Regions from separate parts of the Mus musculus genome. Here region 2 is linked to region 1. The links are chromatin contacts, called in public promoter capture Hi-C maps. All regions are on one chromosome and are shown on one strand. Each heading gives the region's core, a stretch centred on a gene start, on an enhancer-like site or on the middle of the called end of the contact. The rest is flanking DNA. Distances are from core to core; before and after follow the strand shown. Region 1 holds the start of Prkcq (protein kinase C, theta). Region 2 holds the start of Ankrd16 (ankyrin repeat domain 16).

Evidence for each region. Capture Hi-C pulls out chosen DNA fragments and counts their contacts.
Region 2: a promoter capture Hi-C map of liver shows a contact between it and region 1, with 3 times the contacts expected there. The contact joins the promoter of Ankrd16 here to the promoter of Prkcq in region 1. A contact is called at or near these places in 1 of 39 promoter capture datasets (pre-B cells), 1 of 115 datasets of contacts at active chromatin or transcription factors (double positive thymocytes) and 1 of 9 other capture datasets (liver).

The regions. Positions count from the first base shown.
Region 1 is chr2:11,168,786-11,173,940 of GRCm38.p6, reverse strand. It overlaps Prkcq (protein kinase C, theta), which reads right to left and starts at 1,559. Exons shown (of 18, transcript NM_008859.2): 1 at 1,481-1,559.
Region 2 is chr2:11,775,017-11,779,899 of GRCm38.p6, reverse strand. Ankrd16 (ankyrin repeat domain 16) reads right to left here and starts at 2,147. Exons shown (of 7, transcript NM_177268.4): 1 at 998-2,147; 2 at 3-223. The coding sequence starts at 1,311. Fbh1 (F-box DNA helicase 1) reads left to right here and starts at 2,315. Exons shown (of 21, transcript NM_015792.2): 1 at 2,315-2,468. The coding sequence starts at 2,468.

The DNA.
Region 1 (5,155 bases), core at 310-2,809:
ATCTTTCTGTGGTAGACACCTGCATCAGACAATGGCACTGATCTCTGGGGGATTTTAAACAGCTGTGCATAAACTTCAAAAGTAATTTGCAACCAAATTAGTAAATGTCACCCTTCTTCCCACAAGACACAGCATTTTTTTTTAAAAAAAGAGAGAGCAAGCATCCTCATTTAAGCCTGCCATTTTACACATTCTCAAAGATAAGGGGGTGGGGGGTGCGGCGGGATGAAGATGATGTTTCACAAGGTTGGGGTGTGGGTGGGGTGAGGTACTCAAGATCTTAGAAAAGGACTACTCAGGCAAGGAAACAAGCCCTGGGGAGGAAGAAGCAGTGGTGGGCATGGCTTCCAGGACAAATGCACGGAGCCATTAAGTTCTGTTTCCTTGACTCCTGAATCCCGAGACTTTTCCTTTGCTAAATGAAAGGGACAAATGAACTGAGCTGAGAAGACAAAGGCAGATCCCCCATATCTTGTCTGAGGTTCATCACACAATTCCCCAGTCTAGGTCTGTGTTCTCAAAAGGCACCTGCAGCTTAAAGGACTGGGGCTTGGGCACAAACGGTCCATTTTTCCCACTGACAGCCCAAGCTCTTTCTCCCTCCCCCCCAACCCCCACCCCTGCCCTCCGCCCTCCCATCTCCACACATACCCAGCTGTGTCACCACTGAATAATCTTTTATTAGCACCATGGCCAGCCCACATAGTAGCAGGACAGCCCAGAGGACAGGGCAGCTCTGTGACGCTCCCCTTGCAGAGAACACCAGAATCACTAAGGTTCAGCCCGCCGTTGGACCTCTCTCCCACGCCCACATGGAGTCATTAAAGTCACCCGTGGTACTTTGATAATGCCAGCTCTTAAAACTCCAGTGGAACAAAGAGGTTGCATATAACAAAATGCATCTTAACATGTGACACTCAAAGCTAGAAAATAATCTTGTTCTAAGGAAGTGAATACCTCAACTTTTAAAATCAAACAACAAACAAACACCTAAAATACAACCTAGCCCCTGAAAAACAAAACAAAACAAACAAAAACCCGAATCAAGCGCTGCAGCAAATTCCCAGAAAACTAGGTGTTCTCCATGGACAGGTCTCCTAGGACAGAAAACACTCCTTACAAGTCTATGGTTTTGTTTTTGTTTTTGTTTTGTGGAGAACACATAAAGTTGCAACTGTTTCCTTTTTCCTAGCCTGCCTTTCCTCGGGTGCTAAGGAAACGCAAAGGAAGAAGGAAGCGCCCCTCAGTCCCTGACCCCAGCTTCCACTGGTCAAGGTCGCCAGCACACAAGAAACCAACGACTGGAGGAGCCCCAAAGTTTGCTTTTTCTCGATTTTGTTCTCACCCCTGTTACTCCTGACAGTCCCCTACCCTTTCCTGGAACACTTGCAAGAGACATTCGGGTGGCCCTTCAGGCCCTGATCTTTGGCACCTCCAGTCTGCTCACTCCTCGGTGGTAACTTGGGACCCTGGGTCCTACCTGGTGTCGCGGCCGCGGTCCCAGAGCAGCGCCGCTGTTGCTCGGATGGCGGGGACTGGCGCGGGCCTGGCGACCCAAGGGTACTCCGGTGGCGGCACCGGCCAGAGGGCGCTCGCCACGCCGGCTCAGGGACGCGCGCCTGGTTGCGTTCCGCGAGCGCTCTCGGCCTTCCTCCTGCTGGCTCTGTCCCCACCCTCCATCCTCACGCCTCACTGGCCACTTGTCGCTCTGCCGCGACTGGGACCCGGAGGCTGCAGGAGGTCTGGATGAAGCAGTCACCGGGCGGGGAGCGACGCCGCAGGCAGCGCGAAGCGGGACGGACGCCAGAGCCTCAGCCGCCTGAGTGCCAGAAAGGGGGGCGCGAGAGCAGTCTCTTCTTGCTTAGCTGAAAAACCATAAATGAGCAGCCAGTGGGAAGGGCTAAGGTCGCCGGCAGAAAGAAGTGTTTTATTTAATCCATTTTGCATTACAAAGGGCTTACGAGTTGCTTTTGTTTTGGTTTGCTTTTTAATTACCTACGAGTGTGTTTGGACACAGCTCTGTAGTGGCATAGAGGCTTCTTGGTGGAGTCTTATGAATGATTTTTGATGTTTTGAACTGCTGTAAACTGTACAGCATTTCGGCAGCAACTTTTCGTCACTAGGGTGTATTTGTCTTTTTAAGAGTTTTTATGCCATGCTGCTAATGTTCATGATTGTCTCTATAACAAGGGGTGGTAGATTTTCGCGCACTTAATAAAATTACATTTTTGTTGTGCAGTACAGGAAGGCCAGATTAGTATGAGAATTTAAATAGTAACACTATTTAAATACTCCACCCTACCCCATGTTCTCCTCAGCAGGCTTCTGGTTACTGACATACATCATCTTTAAATGGCCACAGGTACGGAGAGTTTCAGCTTCTAATGTGACTCTACAGATGACACTGAGACATGGAAGTGCTTGGTGACTTGATCAACTGATACTTGGGGCTGTGTTAAGAAGCCACAAATGGCGATACTTCCCTATAATGTATATGAACCATCAAAACCAATGCACAGAGTTTTAAAGGTTACAAAAATATTTGGCCAAAATTAATCCACTTTGCCATTTGTTGATACATAAGCACTGAACTAGCCCACAAGTCAGGATCTTACAATACAGAGGCTGTGCTTCCAGCCCTGAAGTATGATGACCTCAGGACATCAAAGTCTGGCACATAGTAGGCCTCCATTATATTTTGGCTATTACATTTGGCAGAAAAGTGTGTCATGCCTGGGAACAAGGTCAAAGGGCTGGAGTGATGGTCCCCACTTCTGCCCCAGTCTGTGACTGCTAAGGATCCTCTTGTTCAAAGATGAAAGGACTGGCTTCTCCAGCCAGTCTTCAGTAGATCCTACTGGGTTGGGGAGAAATGACAGAGTGATCACACAGCTATGCCTTAAGTCAGGAAACATATTCTCCATGACTATGTTTCCCACTGAGTATTTTAGGAGATTAAATATATGCAGGGGCTTAGGGACCTTCATATGTCCTCTGATTAATTATTTAAAACACATTGTAGAGACTCTACTACTGACCATCCACAGCCTGTTTCTGTAAATCAGGCTTCAATTGCTTTTAAAAGGTTATATACAAATGACAGGATGTTGGCAACATAGTAAATACTTATACATAGTAGGCCTGTGGTGGGAAGAATTACATACATTGTTCATTCTACCTTCATAATCTAATGAAGTAGCTAACATCATAACCATTATTATCATCCCCACTTGACACATGAAAATAATAATGTTTTGAAATATTATGTAATATAATCAGCATTACATTATTATACATTATATTGTTATGTGATTAGAAAGAATCAGAATTCAAACCTTGAGTACTCTTTAGTATCCCTCTTAAACATAATTGAATGCAACCTTCATCCCTACAGCACTGATTTTAGTATTTGGTTTCCATCGCTTTAGAACCTCTGGGTTTGGAAGGCCTGTGGTATTCTGATATCCTATAACTACAGAGTTCAATAGTTAGAAGTTCTTTACCCTGAAAGCTGGATCTTCTGAAATAATACTCTATCATGTATCTCAGAAAAATGATTTTATTTTGGCCTTAACAGTATGTTTAAAAGCATGGAACTGTATTCTTGGTCTATGTCAAGTGCAGCGGGAACCTGTCAACTGTTTGGCCTCCTTATGGTACAGAACCAACTCTGCTTCCCCAGGCTGCAGAGTGTTTCTTTCTATCAGAGTTTGTCTCCCTTGTTTCAGATACCCAGCTGCTGCTCAGAACTCTCCACACCTTTGTTTCCTGGAAGAGGAAATGGCATTTCCGGGAGAGGATGGTGTGTGGGTGGCAAGGTTCTACCCATTGTGTTAAAAACACCCCAACTTTCAGTTATGTGTTTCTTTTCTCCTTCAATGTCTGCCCTAAAGTTTCCCAGAATTGCACTGAGTACCCGGTGGGTTAGTTGCTTCCTTCTGCGTGGGAAAGATGCTGTTCCGACTCTGGCCACTGAGGGCTAAGGAACAAGGAACTCCAGAGTGACTTTTTCCTGGACCTGTGGCAACTTGGAATTTGGAAAAGAGCCCCCATGGCATCACCGTGCTTTCCTCTGGGACTTAGTTGAAGACTGTGGCTCCATCTCCTATGGCATCCACACTTGCACCTTTCTCTGGGATTAGCCTCATAAGGGATTCAGAATACAGAGCACAAAGAACAGTTCTTAGTTTGAGCCTCAGTTTGGAGACCAATGGAACTTTGGAGAACTAGGGTGTGACAAATATAGGCAACTTAAAGACAGTGTCATGAGACAAGGACATTTCTTGCGACAGGAAACCACCATTTGAAGGACATCATTCCAGACGATTTTGTGAGGTCTTTGACATCCAGACATCCTCTTTCTAAAGCCTGTCAGAGACTATTTGCAAAGTAGCCAGCCTTAGTCTATTGAAGGAATTAGAAGTAAATGGAGACTCAAGTAACATGTGAAAGTTAGTGTAAATTTATTTGGAAAGTGTAAAAGTTATGGGTAGATAAAAGAGACAGAGGCAGGAACAAAATCGGACATTTTAAACTCAAAACATGGGCAAGTGTTTGCTGCTTTAAAAAAAAAAACCTCACTGTACAGTCTACACTGAAACTTTATTTATTGCTATTCATTTATTTTTCCCAAAGAGGTCTTTAAACCTGGAAGCAAAACTTGAATTTTGCTAGAAGTAACTAAACTCCAGTTGCTGTTGTCTGCTTGCTTATTGTGTTTGATCCTTGAGGCAGGGTGTCGTGAAAACCCTGGCTGGCCTCAAACTCATTACATAGCTGAGGATGACCTTGAACTTCCGATCTTCCCTGCCAGCAATTCCCACATCCCGAGTTTAGAGGTTTGCAGCACCAAAGTTGCATACATCGCTGTTGATAATAAGAGCCTTCAGCTCTGTAGAGGGTGAGTTGGTACAGTGAAAGATGAAGGCAGTTTAATCTGAGAGTAGAAAAGAGTGGTTAAATTCTTAAAAGTTTCACTATTGGGACATTTATTCATTTGGCATGCTTAGAAATGTTGAAGGACTTTATAATCATGGGCCAGGTAAGGCAGGTAGGTATCATTTCTTCACTTAAGGGCAAGATGTTGATGGGGAACTATTCACTAATGCTAACGGTGCCTTCCTGGGTATGTCAGGGTGGTGTTAAAAGCACTGTG
Region 2 (4,883 bases), core at 898-3,397, 610 kb before region 1:
ACCTGCAGTGTGTAAAGGGGTTCTTCTAATGTTGCTCTCTGTTTTCCAAGCATCAGGGCAGACAGTGAGCAAGTACCGGAGGATCACAGGGTGGCCTTCTCTACTGGCAATGTGGAAACTGTTCCAGCCATCCTTGTTCTTCAGGAGTGGATTGGCACCGTGTTCTACAAGGTCCTGGATCACATCAAGGTTCTTCCTTGTGCACGCCATCATCAGAGGAGTCCTAAGGTCAACCAAGATGGAAGGGAGCTGAGGCACTTGGAAGAAGCCAAACCTTCACATTACCTATGTCTTTGGTACAGATGGAAAACCTAGAGGAGTCTGGTGGGGGGCGTGGCAGGAAAACACCTTAGACTGTCAGCCTCTGACTTCTTTGAGGACCGTGGAGAAATAACAAGGGGAAACTGATATATTTTCCAGCCCCTATGTTTTGACAGAGCTTGAAATAACTTGAAGGCGGGCATTTCATTAAGTTATGAGCCTAAAGAAGTTCACAGGGTCTTAGGAATTAGACATGAAACTAAAAAAGATGCCAATCTAGGAAGAAATGAAATTGTTTTCAGTGGTGGGAGAGTATCACCAACATCCCTGCTGGTGGCTCTGTAAGGCTAGAGGTGACAAAACTGCCTAAGAACTCAATATTCGGTGCATGGCGAACTGAATTTCATCAACTCTACTTATCCACTGTGGCCATGCAAATTAAACTATGTAATCGTGAACAGGAATTTTAGCAAGATGTCTCCAGAAAAACGCATCTTGGGCACACGAGTAGTACAATTCAACCGTTTCACTCCACTTGATTACATTTCCATACTCTTTCGACGGGAAACGATTGCCCTAACTAAAGAACCAAACCCACACGAAAGGGAGGTCGGGGAGAAGATTAGAAGCTGAGAAAAGTTATAAATCTAACGAACACACTGAAAAATACATGAAAATCTGCGATTCTTCAGGGAGTGTCGATATAGCTTTTCTGGACCGTGGGTTGGGCACCTACCAGTCCGCCTTCTTCAAGGAGTCCACGACTGCACCTCGGCCCAGGAGGTAGCGCACGCAGTCCCGGTGGCCCATAGAGGCAGCTTCGTGCAGAGGCCGCTTGTAGTCTCGGTTGGTAGCCTCGATGTCCATACTCCAAGCCTCCACTAGGTACGCTAGGATATCCTGGCGTCCGTGGCGTGCTGCACAGTGGAGAAGGGTGTCTCCGGCTGGCCCCCGGCAACCTCTAGCTACCGCCAGTTCCTCCTGAAGGTCACGCAGTCGGCCCTCTTGCACCAGCCTGCAGAGGCGCCGCGGATCCCCAGGCAGAGCCATCGCCCTGGACCAGGATGGACAAAAGTAGGAGGAAGACCCAGGTTCAGTCTTAGAGCAGATCTGTGCTATGATAGGTTGGGAGGTGAGAGAAGGCTGGCGCTTCCGCTTCCGCTTCCTCCACGTGACCCTTTTCCCCGACTCTCGGCACCGCCCCCTGCCCGCCCCCAGCCAGATTCTCTCCGCTAGCGTCTTTAATGCTTCTTGCCCTGGTTTGGAAGTCACAGTCTCCAAATGTAGAATGGTGTCCCCTCAGGCGACAACATGCACACTCGTAGGTCATTCTGGTTACCGCGCATCACACACGCGTACTCGTCAGGGTGGGGCCTCGGGCTCCCAGGGCTTGGGGTAAGGCTGTGTGCACCTGACATCCTGGAGCTGTCCCTTGCACCCGAGTGAACTGGGAACGGAAGACCTATCAGAATGGAGGGTGCCAGTGTACCGCGAAGTCCTGCACGCGGGACTTCTGGCCTCGCATCCCAGATGTGGTCTGCTCTCCACCGGACAGCTTCTGGGAATGTTTGCTGGGCTGCTCCGGTGGTAGCTGCACAGGCAGTCGAGAGCACGCTGCCCACCACCCTGGAACCTAGCTGGCCCACCCCTGGCCTGAGGATGTCTGCCGGACTGACAGCCGCATCCTTCGGCTGACCAGGCTCACAACAGCAAGGGTTTCTGGGGCCTCTCAGAGCTGGAACGGTGTCCTTGTGCTCCGCCCGATCCTCACCCAATCCGCAGCCGACCCCAGCCCCCTCCCCGCCCGCTGCTGTCTCCTGGGCCCCCGCGGGGACCCAGGGAGCTCTAAGGAACTCTGGGAAAGTTTCCTTCGCCTCCTCCGCGGTGGCGAAAGCACAGACGGGGCGTGGCTCTCAAGACACTGAGCCACGCCCCCTCCCGCTTCGCGTACGGATTGGTTCCAGAGTCTGTCCGTCCGCGTGACCCTTCCAGTTCGGAGTGCTTCGATTGGTTCACGGGCCTGTCCGTCGTCTCCGGTGGGAGGGTGCGTCTTGGCAGCGAAGAGGCGGAGCTCGCGGAGGAAGTCTGCAGTCGTCTGTGCTCGCTGTCTGGGCCGAAGGAGGGGCTTGCTGGTCGGGGAAAGGCTGAATGTCCGGCGGCATCGCCTGGGTGGTGTCGCCGCCGGGGTCCTGGGCCGGGCCGCCATAGTGCGTGAGACCGTGGACTTGGCGTGGGGTGCGAGCCGGGAAAACTTCCTATTGTGGGGTCTCCCGCGCAGGGGTCTTGGCCTCGGGGGTGGGGCCCTAGCTGAGGGTGGGCGTAGGAGCTGGCCGCGCCCGCGGTGGTCAGGAGTGGGCCTGCAGAAGGAGGTCGGATGCTCTCTGCAGACCCGCATCCCTTGGCCGCTCCCTGAGGCTCCGGAAGGGGCAGCACCTGAGAAGACAGATCCTCTGCCGCTGGCAAGCCTGGCTTGTCTCCACTGTAATGTTTTTGACCTTGGGCGAGTCATTGTATGCAGCTCCTGACGTTGGTGTTCGCCTTGGTAGTCTCCCACCCCCTCACCTGAACAGGTGATGGTGGTTAAGGGGACGCGAGAAGGCCTGGGGGGCTTTTGGAGGGTTCTTTGAGACCCGAGCCCGCTTTGTTGGCTTCCTTTCGAGGAACTAGACATTTAACCTAATGGTGTTTCCGTTTGGGAAGTAAAATGGAAGTCGCTCCTGCCAGGTTTAAAACAATTTCTTTGCATTTGGCAGTACATTCTGGTTCACTAAGCGCCTGACATTGTCTATTCCATAAACAGCCCATAGGTAGCATTCAGGTTTTAGAGACGAGGAAGGACGTCAAGGCCAAATGAAGTTAGTGATTTTTGCCACGTATTGGAAAGTTGAGGCATCTGATAGTTTCAAACTTTTTGCTACTTTGCATGGTTTTAAATCTCAACGTTTGGGAGACTGAAGCAAGAGGACCTTGAGTTCGAGGTTCGAGGCTAGTCTGGGCTGCCTACTCCTTCCTTACAAATGATTTCACGTGGTCTTGCCTTATCTCTCTTAAGTTTCTGGTCCTTTAAACAAAACCGAGAATCCTGGTTTATAAAAAGATGAAATTGGTTATTTAATTGGTATTCTAAATTAGATTCTGCCTCTCCTCTGCTCTATGAATTTCCTTTGCTCTGTGTTTTCCTTTGGGAAACTAGATATTTTTGGTGAATCTGCCTCCATAGCCCTGGTGATTTTTCTGGAGAGCGGTGGGTATTTATGCTTTAAGTTTATGAGTAGGGCTAGTACTTCTCTCTCTGTCTGGTTGAGCTGCCCATTTCTTCAGTGAAGGTCTTTGGAGGCCTTCAATTCCCTTGTAACTAACTGTCAATGGAATTGGGATATTCGATCTGACTTTTGCTGTGTTTCATGGATCTTTGGTACTTAGATGTCGTTGAGGGATCAAGGGATCAGTCCTTTAACATGTTTCCTGGTTTATGAATACATAAAAGTATTTGAATTCTAATTTCAAATGTGTTACTGTCGCATACACACACACACACACACACACACACGCCCATCTTATATTTCTCTGTTCCCCCAGGCTGACTTTAGTTTAGAAAAATTTAGATTTTTTCTTTGCTGTTCTGGTTTTGACAAAACTTGTAGAAATTATCACCAAAGCCAGCTCTTACATTGTCAATAGTTATTCGCATGCTCTTTGAAGACTTTTGATGTTTCATAGAACTCGAGGGAGCTTTAACTGGGTGTTCTACAGAACCTCTTAAAATAATCTGGACATGATGGCACACAGTTGATCAGCCTAGCATTTAGTTGGCCTAAGACCCTACTTCAGCAAAACAAAGCAGACCAACCACCAATCAAAACAACAACCAAACCACAAGAAGAAACCCTGAAAATTATTTTTAAAATGGAAACTTTAGGCCTTTCAGTGTATGAAAAATTATTAGAGCAGCCATTTCTTCCTTTGCTTTTTAACATAGCTAAAATCAGCTCCCTTAATGTTACACAAGCAGAGTCAGTTGTCCTCCATTTTCCTCTTGGTCTTCACACCTTGTTGATACTCACCTGTCCTTGCTACCCAACTTCTGTTCTCCGGCCTTCTCCAACTCTTGCCCAGCTGGTACCATGACTTTCTGACTTATTTTGCTGACAATCTCCATGCCTAGCTACCCTTGGCTGTGTAATGGCCTTGCTTTTAAAAACAGCACGTTACTCTGAATTGCCTATGCAATGAGTAAAGGACAGTGTCTTTAGCAGTATGTAAGAGGACCGTTGTAGTCTCTGGATCCAAATTCATTTTCCAGCCTGTCAGTTAGCGTTTTGTTCTGAAGAAAGGAAACGTTTCTGTCACACATTGTGCCATTCCTTTGTTTTTCATTCATATTGTTTTCTTGTGCCTAACTGAATCCCATTCATCACTTAAGGCCCATCCCTTTATGGAGATTCTTGTAACAGTCCTAATTATATTTACTACCGTAGGCCCTTATGTGTATATTTATGTAGTGCTTGGATTGCTGTGTGTTTAGCAATTTGTGTTTGTTTTGGTAGCTGCCTTATGGTCAGGCTTACTTATTTTTGTATGCTCTCCAATGTCTAAAATAGCATTAGCAACAGGGATACCAT